Regions from separate parts of the Sus scrofa genome. Here region 1 is linked to region 2. The links are chromatin contacts, called in public HiChIP or PLAC-seq maps. All regions are on one chromosome and are shown on one strand. Each heading gives the region's core, a stretch centred on a gene start, on an enhancer-like site or on the middle of the called end of the contact. The rest is flanking DNA. Distances are from core to core; before and after follow the strand shown.

What was found. HiChIP or PLAC-seq counts read pairs in DNA pulled down with a chosen protein or histone mark.
Region 1: a contact with region 2 is called in an H3K27ac HiChIP or PLAC-seq map of alveolar macrophages. The contact joins the promoter of C1H18orf54 here to the promoter of POLI in region 2. A contact is called at or near these places in 1 of 5 promoter capture datasets (liver), 5 of 47 Hi-C or Micro-C datasets (fibroblasts, heart right ventricle, liver and 1 more) and 2 of 2 datasets of contacts at active chromatin or transcription factors (alveolar macrophages and skeletal muscle).

The regions. Positions count from the first base shown.
Region 1 is chr1:103,858,465-103,863,195 of Sscrofa11.1, reverse strand. It overlaps C1H18orf54 (lung adenoma susceptibility protein 2), which reads right to left and starts at 1,617. Exons shown (of 10, transcript XM_021093367.1): 1 at 1,483-1,617; 2 at 688-783. It overlaps STARD6 (stAR-related lipid transfer protein 6), which reads left to right and starts at 1,682. Exons shown (of 8, transcript XM_021093376.1): 1 at 1,682-2,457; 2 at 3,024-3,828; 3 at 4,428-4,521; 4 at 4,717-4,731. The coding sequence starts at 4,432.
Region 2 is chr1:103,790,374-103,795,238 of Sscrofa11.1, reverse strand. POLI (DNA polymerase iota) reads right to left here and starts at 1,460. Exons shown (of 10, transcript XM_021093321.1): 1 at 847-1,460. The coding sequence starts at 994.

The sequences.
Region 1 (4,731 bases), core at 368-2,867, 68 kb before region 2:
GCCAAGGAGTGGGGCAAGTAGGAAGTGGAATGGAGTGGGAGTTTAGATACAAACTATTGCATTTAGAATGGATAAGCAATGATGACCTATTATGTAATAGCACAGGGAACTATATCCAACCTCTTGGGATAGACCATGAAGAAAGATATTATAAGAAAAACAATGTATATACAGATAAGACTTGGTCACTTTGCTGTACAAAAGAAATTGGTACAACATTGTAAATCAATGAAAAAAAAAAAAAAAGGAATGGCTAGACTAAGTCAGCTCTGCCATTTCTTCACTTCTCTCACTAATGATTTCAAATTTTCTCCGGTAAATATTGCTTGGATAACAAACTTGACCAAACGTTTCCTCCCTTATTCAAACACAGTACAGGTTACCAATTTTAGTTTTATTTTACAAAACCTTAAAAACAAAAAACAAAACTCTAAAAGGGGAAGCTGTTGGATTACAGTTCTCAGTAAGTGGGTAATAACATTTTAACTCACAGGAGGCAAAGAAAATCAACAATTGAATTTTTATTGTGCACAGTTTCCAAAAGTACACAAAAGAAAGAATAGTTTAATCAACTCCTATGCACCCAGCATCCTGCTTCAATTACCAAACACACCCAAACTTATTCTCCATCCTCTTCTCCCCACTTCCGCCACAGAATTATTTGGAAGCAAATTCCCTACATCTTACCATTTCTTCCGTAAACACTTCCGTTTGTATCTCTAAAAGGAAACCCATCATTCTGACGGACAGAATGTTAAACGAGTGGCCAGAGGTTTCTGCTACCTTTGATTCAAAAACAGAACGTAGAGCGTTAAATAACCGATGGGAATAGCTCACAGGAAATTAAGAACAACCCTTAGAAATACCAGCTTTGTGATTTAAGTTACGAAACTGAACGCGTGTTTGCTCTGCTTTAAAAAGACAAGCATTAAAGATCCTGAAAAGCGAAGATCGCTGGTGCGCCTGCAGCAGAGCATCTTTGGCTTCAAAGCTTCCGTCCTTAACCAGGAAACACCTCCCACTTGGATTCCAGCATCCCGGGTGGTGGCTTCTCACAAATCCGTTATCAGACAGCAAGAGGGGGCGCCGCCGTTGCCGGACAGTGTTTTTTCGAGGTGACAGCCCTAATGCCCAAGAACCTCGCTGCCCTCCCGCTGTAATGGCCAAAATTCCCCCAGCTCCATGCCAGGTCCCTTTCGTCGCGTCCAAGACCTTCCCCTAAAGTTGCCGCTTTCCGCGGGGACCCTCCTTCCGCGCCCACCTCGGTAGACGTCTTCCTCTCTCCTCCCCGCCATCCTGCCCTGAACCCCTTTTCCCTTCGGGCTGTCGAAGAATGGGGCGCCTCTCGACAAGACACCCCCTTTTCGGGCTGAGCTCACCGATGAAGGCCCTTTAAAAAGAGAAGAATGCGGACGAGTTCACCACTCTCCCCAGAAAGCCCTGGCCTGTGACCAGACAGGAGACGCGACAAAGCACGCCTACCTGGACGCCGCCCAGCCTCAGGTTCGTCTCGCTAGCACATTCCTCCGCCGTCACAGCCGAGGGAGACGCCCGCGCTCGCTTTCAAACTGACCCAACATGGCGCTGGCTTGCGGTGCGCATGCGTGGCACTCGGGCTGGGGCCGCCGGGCCCGGGGGCGGGCACGAGGGCCGAGAGGCGGGGCGAGGCGGGCTGTTAGCTCGCTCTCCCAGCTGGGAAGCGTAGTTTCTCCCTCCTTGTCTTCCCGGGGTGGGGAGGGCCTGAACTACAGCTGAGTCTCTACAGCGCACGCCCTTGGCCTCATGGGTTAGGACTGTCTGCGCAGATGACCAGCTGAGCTTCTTTCGACCAGTTTCCCGGGACTTCTTGAGAGGATGAGATGGGGTGGCGGTCGAGACCTGGGACCCCGGCCGCTGCCGTTTAGGTCGTTAAGAGCCAGCCCCACCGCCGAAGTCCTTCTTGTACGCTCGGCTTCCCGGCTTTCAGAGCACACCCCCCCTCCCCCCCGCCAAAGAAGACACCGACTCGTCTCGCGGGCACTTACCCCGGCCCTTTTTTTCCCTCAGTCCTCAGCCCCATCCCTGAGCCCGACCCTCCAGCCGGCCCCTAACTTTCAAAGCAGACGCTGGGCTGGAGGAGAGAGTTCTGCCTGAGATGGGACTTAGACTCCTTGGGAACCTTGATTCCCAGGGAAGAATGGCAGTGACCCCTCAGGGATTGGGGACCAATCAGGCAGCCTAGAAAGAGGGTGATTATACAAACAGATGTAAAAGACCCACTTAACAACATGTGTGAACCTGTCTACAAGGCGGAATATGAGATGCGAAGAATCCAGTTTCAACCGAGTGGTGTTACCAGAAAAAGATGCCATCACAATGTTGGTTTGTGTTTATTTTCCATTGACCTTATGGGTGAAGATATCCTTCACCCTTACTCCATCTGACTATGTTCCAACCCATCCGATGTTGCATCACCAGGTAAACACAATTGTAGTCTTGCTGTTGGCTCTGCTCTTCTCTTCGCCTTCTCTAGCCTACCAAGCTTAACCTTACCTTTTTTTCTTAGCAAGTGAAGTCCAGAAGTTATAAAGTGATAGTGGAATGGTTAAATTAAACACATATTTTTTGTAGCAGTAAGTAGAGTTAATGGTTTGAAAATCAGACAGAGTCCCTGCAGGATGTTTACATTCTAGTGGTATGTTCAAAAATTTGCAATTTCTTGGTCAGTGTCAAGTCTGTAGCTTATAGGCAGTAAAGAACTGTGTTATATTTGCTGGGACAAGGCCAGGTCAGGAACCAGCCAAGGACTGGTAATGGCATGAGCTTAAACACTTAGATTTATTAATCTACATTCTACCTAAGTGTCTTTTTAACCTGTCCTTTTAAAAAATAGTTTCTTAAAGCTACCTTTTTCTTATGTCAAGGAAACACAGCAAATATTTATGTCCTAATAAGGACACTGAGAAAATATTAAGGAAATTACCAACAATATTGACCTAATCCACAAATCAAAATAATTCTGCTTCCACTTTGTTCCTTCACAGGTTAAGAGATATGGAGATCTCTACAGGGATTTGGAGAGGAGTCCCAATAATTATTAAAATTCTGGACTAGATCTACTAGAAAAGGTAAAGAAACAAAGAATCTACTAGGAAGGAGGAATTATAATGCTTTTCAATAGATGTCAACTGGGTGTCATGCCTTGTTGGAAAATTAAATGAGAAAATAGATTTATGATCCAACCTAAAGACCTTTAGGTAAGAGCTAAGGAAGACACGAATCCTTAAATAAATTTTAAGAAGGTTTATTGAGGCAGCTCTTTGGAGAGTTTTTTAAAAGGTAGATTAATCCCTATAATGACCCCATGAGATAGGTATTACTATTCCCTATCTATAGAAGTGAAAATTGAAGTTCATAGGTTAAGCAGTTTACCAAAAATGATAAAGCTGGTGGTGAGTGACAAAGCCAAGGTTTGAATCCAGCCCTGTGTTGTCACATTCCTTCCACCATACCAGCCTACTTCCCCTAACTCAAAACTGGGTGATGTGCTAAAGGACCAATGAGACTCCAGCTTTCTGAGCTCATTCAAAGCAGAAACAGTATCTTACTCAACTGCTTTTTGCACACCTACCACAATACCTAACCCTTGGCAAGGATCAGTAAATGTATTTGAATTGAATTGATGGGAACCTGATCCTTTCTGAAGAGGTAACATTTAAGCAAGACGCCAATGAAGAGGAGTCTGAAGAAGTAACATTTAAGCAAGACGCCAATGAAGAGGAGTCAGTCCCCAACATATTGGGGAAGAACATTACAAGCAAAGGGCACAGCGAGTACAAAGACCCTGAGGTAGGAAATTGCTTGGTTGTATTTGAGGAACAGCCAATATGATTGGAGCTATGTGGGAGAGAAAGAGACAGGATTTGTCTTTGGAGAGGGAGCCAGGGGTCAGATCATTTAGTACCACTGCCACTCACTTTAAAAGAATGAATTCCCAGTAACATATGATCAACAGATTATGATGCTTTACAAGAGAAAGGAAGCATGATTTAACTGTTAGGAATAATTATGATTTATTGGATAACTATTATGTTGCAGGCAAAGAAATAAGATACTTAAGTGCACTATTTCATTTAATCCTTACATCAGTACTACGAGGTTAGGCATTACCCCTTTTTTACAACTTGAGAAAGTGGGGAAACAAATGTTAAATAACACAAGTCACAATTAGTCAGTGTCAGAGATGGGATTTGACCTTGGTCTCTGTCTCGAAAGCCTGGTCTTTGCCCTCATTTGAAAGACTGTGAATAAAAAGAGATTGATGCATGCATTCTAAAAGTAATTATTATTCATTGCATTATAGAAATAGTATTAAACTATACTACAGCATTTTTTAACATTTTGCATGATTAAATTCTTACCAGTCATTTGTTTTTAAAACTTTGCAGGTAGATGGACTATAAGGCCCTTGCCCAACAAACTGCACAAGAAATTTTAGGTTACTATCAAGATACATCAGGCTGGAAACTGAATAAGACTTCAGTAAGAAAACAAATATGTTCCAAAAGTTTGTTTTTTTTAACAAGAAACAATTCATTGCAAAGACATTTTTAAAAATATTTTCTTTTACAAACCAAAAAAAGCAAGTTTTTTCTTTTGTTTTATTTTATTTTATTTTTTCATTTCTTTCCTGTATCTGACAGCTAATTTATTTATGGATTTTTATTCCCCTTTGAGAAAAAGATAACCGTT
Region 2 (4,865 bases), core at 211-2,710:
CAGACCACCAATACTTGCTAAATTGGAACACTGAGTAAATATTTCCCGGACTTTAAAAAGTAGTTCACGAACTGAGGGAGGGGGCAGAAGAGATGCCAGCTCTAAGCACCAGTTAAATACAAGGCAGGTTAAATGCAATGTGCTATTCTGGTTTAGATCCTAGAACAGGAAAGTAACTGGTAAAACAGGGAAAAACTGGTAAAATCTGAATAATGCTTGTCCTTTAGTTAATAGCACCATGCTAATGTTAAAACTTCTTAGTTTTGACAAATGAAGATATTAAAGTTATTTGTGCCTCTCTTGGCAAATCTAAAACTATTCCAAAATTAAAGTTTTTAAAAAGGGACAGGGGGAGCAAGGAATGAGAGCCCTGACCTCAGGCCCTGGGATTGGGGAGGTACAAGGTAGGGCCCAAGAGCTGTACTTGGGTCACCGGAGAGGCGGCCACAGCAGACGTGCCTCGTCCCGGGTTCGGCGCTGAGCCATCTCCTCCCATCCCGGCTGAGGCCAGGCCCGAGTTTTGCCAAGCGGGCGACAAGGTTCCCCGCTTCTGCAACCTAAAGCGCCTGGGGGCCTCTCTGGCTTTCACGGGGCTGTTTGAGGGATCACAAATGCACCCTGGACTAACACTGCTGCGCCCACCCTACTCCTAGGCAAAGCCAGCCCTTTTGGGGGTTTTCGCCTCCAAACACCAGGCAGCAAAGGGAAGCTATTTCGGCGGTGCGGGGAAAACGAAAGGACCTGAAAGGGGCGGGGACGGTCGCACCCCAACGGCCGCCGCCGCCGCCGCCGCCGCCCCGGGCGACCGCCCGCCCCGCCCCGCCCCGCCCCGCCCTATTAATTTACACCAAGCGAGGCCGTCGGGCTCCTCAGGCCCGGACGAACCCGGCGAGCTACATGCCGCCCCCGCCTCCGGCCGCTCCATGGCCCGAACCGCGTCCTCTCCCTCGTCACGGCTGCCTTCCTCCTCGGGCTCCACCCCCTGCTTCTCCATCCCGCCCGGGCGGCCAACCGCAGCTCTGCTCGCCGCCGCTTCCGCCTGGTCTCCAGAGAAGCCGCTCCGGGTTCACGCCTGCGCTCTCGGAACCGACCTGCCTGCTGCGGGGAGGATCGCTCGGGCGGGGAAATCCTACTGACCCACGTGCAGAGGTTCTCTCCCTCCCAGCCGAGGCCCGAGTGTGGAATTGTGGTTCCAAACAGCTCCTTTTTTTTTTGAGGTCTTAAGAGTTAGTCCCACCCTACACATTTTAGCTCTTTATCTGTACTCAGAGGCCAGCTTGTTCTTCTGAACAACTGTTAGCAAAATTGCGAACCCTTAGACGCTAAATGGTTTATGGTGATGGGGGTTGGGGAAAGGGTGGAAATTATAAGAGCAAGGTAACCACGTAAACTAATATCATTAGCAAATGTATTAAAGTTTGTGGCATTTTCGTTTGTTGATTGATTCAAAGAGACTGTGACAGATTAGATCCCTGAATTTTCAATCATCTAAACTAAATAAGATTTTGATACATGAGCTTTGGATAAGATTGTCTTGAGTGTACTGCAATTAATTGAACAAATGAGGAGTTTCCCTAGTGGCTCAGGGGAAACAAGTCTGACTAGTATCCATGGAGACGCGGGTTCGATCCCTGACCTGGATCAGTGGTGGGTTGAGGGTCAGGATCCACTGTTGCTGTGAACTGTGGTGTAGATCACAGGCGCAGCTGGAATCTGGCATGGCTGTGGCTGTGGTGTAGGCCAGTGGCCACAGCTCAGATTCGACTCCTAGCCTGGGAACCTCTTACGCCGCTGGTGTGGCCCTAAAAAGCAAAAAAAAAAAAAAAAAAAAAAAAAAAAAAAAAAAAAAAAAAAGGAAGAAAGAAAACTAACATAACGTAATATTGCAATGTGTTCAAAATAGTGTCATGCAAGTGTCTATTCTCTTTCCTTCTGTTGAGATGCCTTCTGTGCCTGTGAGAGTGTGTGTGTGTGTGTTTCTTCCAATAGAGAAAATTTGGAAATGTCTGGGGGAGGGGGGCGCTTGTGTGTGTTATATATATATATATATATATATACACACAATACTTTGGGTCTTTTTAAACAGGATTTTCTCTTATAAATATGATGTGAAAACTTTGAGAAACTCACTCAAGGACATGCTGCTATATCCATAAAGAAGGAATAACAGGCAGAACTGGGGCTCAGTGGTTTGGAGACCAAGTCTTCCTTTTGGGGTATTCCACTCTTAAGACTTGTGGACCAATTCCCTAAAAGTCTTCAGTCTAGGATTTAAGTCACCAATTTAAAGCTATGCTGCCTTCTTTGTGATTGCTGTTTGATAGGTGTAGATAAAGTGCTTTTGATTAAGGGCCTTTTTGGCCACTAAGTACCTCTTTGGCTGTCTTCAAGGGTCCAATTACTTGTAGACAACTAAGGTACTTTGTTTTAATTCCTCCATGTTGAGAATGATACAAACCAGGGAAATACCATGGCAGATTAAGAGTTCCTTGAGTTCCTGTTGTGGGTCAGCATGTTAGGAATCTCACATTTATCCATGAGGGTTCAGGTTTGTTCCCTGGCCTCCCTCAGAGGGTTAAGGATCTGGCATTGCAGCAAGGTGTGGTAAAGTTTGCAGATGTAGTTTGAATTTGACCCCTAACCTGGGAACTTCCATAAGCCACAGGTTTGGCCATTAAAATAAAAAAAAAAAAAATTAAAAATTAAAAAAAAAAAAAGATCCTTTTTAAAGAGCCCTAGGCTCACAAACACTCAGCACCTTGACTAAAAGTGAAATAGGCCAGCAGAGAGTAAGATGCTTACTTATGTGAATCTAGTAGTGGTAAATCCATTTACCAGAGTTTTTCACAAAGAAAAATTCATTAAGAATACTTTTTCAGGAGTTCCCGTTGTGGTGCAGTGGAAACAAATCTGACGAGGAAGCATGAGTTTCCAGGTTCGATTCCTGGCCTTGCTCAGTGAATTAAGAATCTGGTGTTGCCGTGGCTGTGGTATAGGCCGGCACCTGTAGCTTCAATTAGACAATTAGACCCCTAGCCTGGGAACCTCCATATGTCGCGGGTACAGCCCTCAAAAGCAAAAAAAAAAAAAAAAAAAAAAAAAAAAGAATACTTTTTCACTAGAGGAAACCATTCCCTTTGCCCATTTTCCTTGGTGCTTTGAACACTGGGCAACTTGGATATATTAAGAGGCATAAAACTAAAATTTATTTGAGCTAATATGTGGGATAAATTAGAAGTTTTTTTTTTCCTGTTATATAAATCCCTTCCTCCAGTTTTAATTAATTGTCTGTAATTAGGATATCTGGAATATTTTGAGCCTGGATCATAATTGTATATTTAAATGCCAAATGAGAAAAACAATTGCAAGCCAGGATAAACATTTAATTAAAATTGTGGTTGAAACAATATTCATGGGGGAGCATGGGGTTGCAGAGCGAGGGTAGTCGACAAAGAAACTGGGGGCATTTATGAGCTTCAGAATTCGAAACACCATGAACCGAACATACACTAAAAGTGACAAGCATGAACATCCATGTCAGTAAAGGCTGGGAAAGTTACCAGCACCAGCTTCTCTCCTCTCAGCCAAATTGGCTGCATATGGTTCAGAAGAACTCTAGACAATGTTCAGGGGCTTTGGACATGAAGGATGTGAGGGCATTTAAGAGTGTCTTTTTTTGTTTGTTTGTTAACGGCTGCTCCCATGGCATATGGAAGTTCCTCTGCCAGGGACTGAGTCTGAGCCACAGCTGTCACAATGCTAGATCCTTTACCCCACTGTGCAGCGCCAGGGAGCAAACCAACATCTCCACGGCAACCCAAGCCACTGCAGGGGATTTTAGTCCACTGTGCCATAGTGGGAACTCCAGGAATGTCTATATTTTATGTTGGTGGTAGGGTAAGTAGAGACCCCTATGGGGTCAAGGGGACAATTTGAATTGGCAAGGCAGGAGTTTCCTGGGGACGCAGTGGTTTAAGGATCCAGCATTGTCACTACTGTGACTTGAGTTACTGCTGTATCACAAGTTTGATCCCTGGCTTTGGAACTTCCATGTGCCGCTGGCATAGCAGAAAAAAAAAAAAAAAAAAAAAGAATTGGTGAGGCACAAAAGGCCTGGTTTTGTAGTCTTTGAGCTAGTGCAATGGTTCTCAAGTGGGGACAATGATTTTGTCCCCATAAGATATTTGGCAATACCCTGGAGACACTTTTGGTGGTCATATCTGGAGAATTGCAGCTCTGCATTACTGTTATCTAATGGGTAAAAAAATTCGTGCAGCCAGCCAGGAGCCTTGCTTCTCGTGGATAGCTTGCCCTGCTTGGGGAATTTTCCAGTAAGACCCTAGCAGCTGCCAGGACCACTTGTCCTAAGGATCTTTCCTTCTCACTTCCCTAAAACAACGCCAGCTGCCCCAGCAGCATGGCAGGTGGAGCAAGGAATCAACAATTGGGAGCTGACAAGTTCCACGCAGTAGGCACACAGGAAACATCCTGATGAGGCCACCTGCGAACGACTGCAGGAAGGAAGAAATGCACACATCCGCTCTAGAGGCCAAACTGAACCAGGAAATGCCTGACTTTATTCTCTCCTTTTTTAGTACAAATGGAGGCTGAATTCCAACTCAGGCAGATGGTTCCTTGGGACACAAGTCCACCTTCATCTCAGTCTGCTGGCTTTCTAAATAAAATTGCTGTTCCTTGCCCCTCCCACCCCCACTCCCAATATCCCTGGGCCAAGGAGATTGCTGAACAGCCTGCAATGCACAGGACAGCCCTTTACAATAAAGAATTATCAGCCTTGGGAATTCCCATTGTTGCTCAGGGGTAATGAACCCAATTAGGATCAATGAGGATGTGGGTTTGATCCC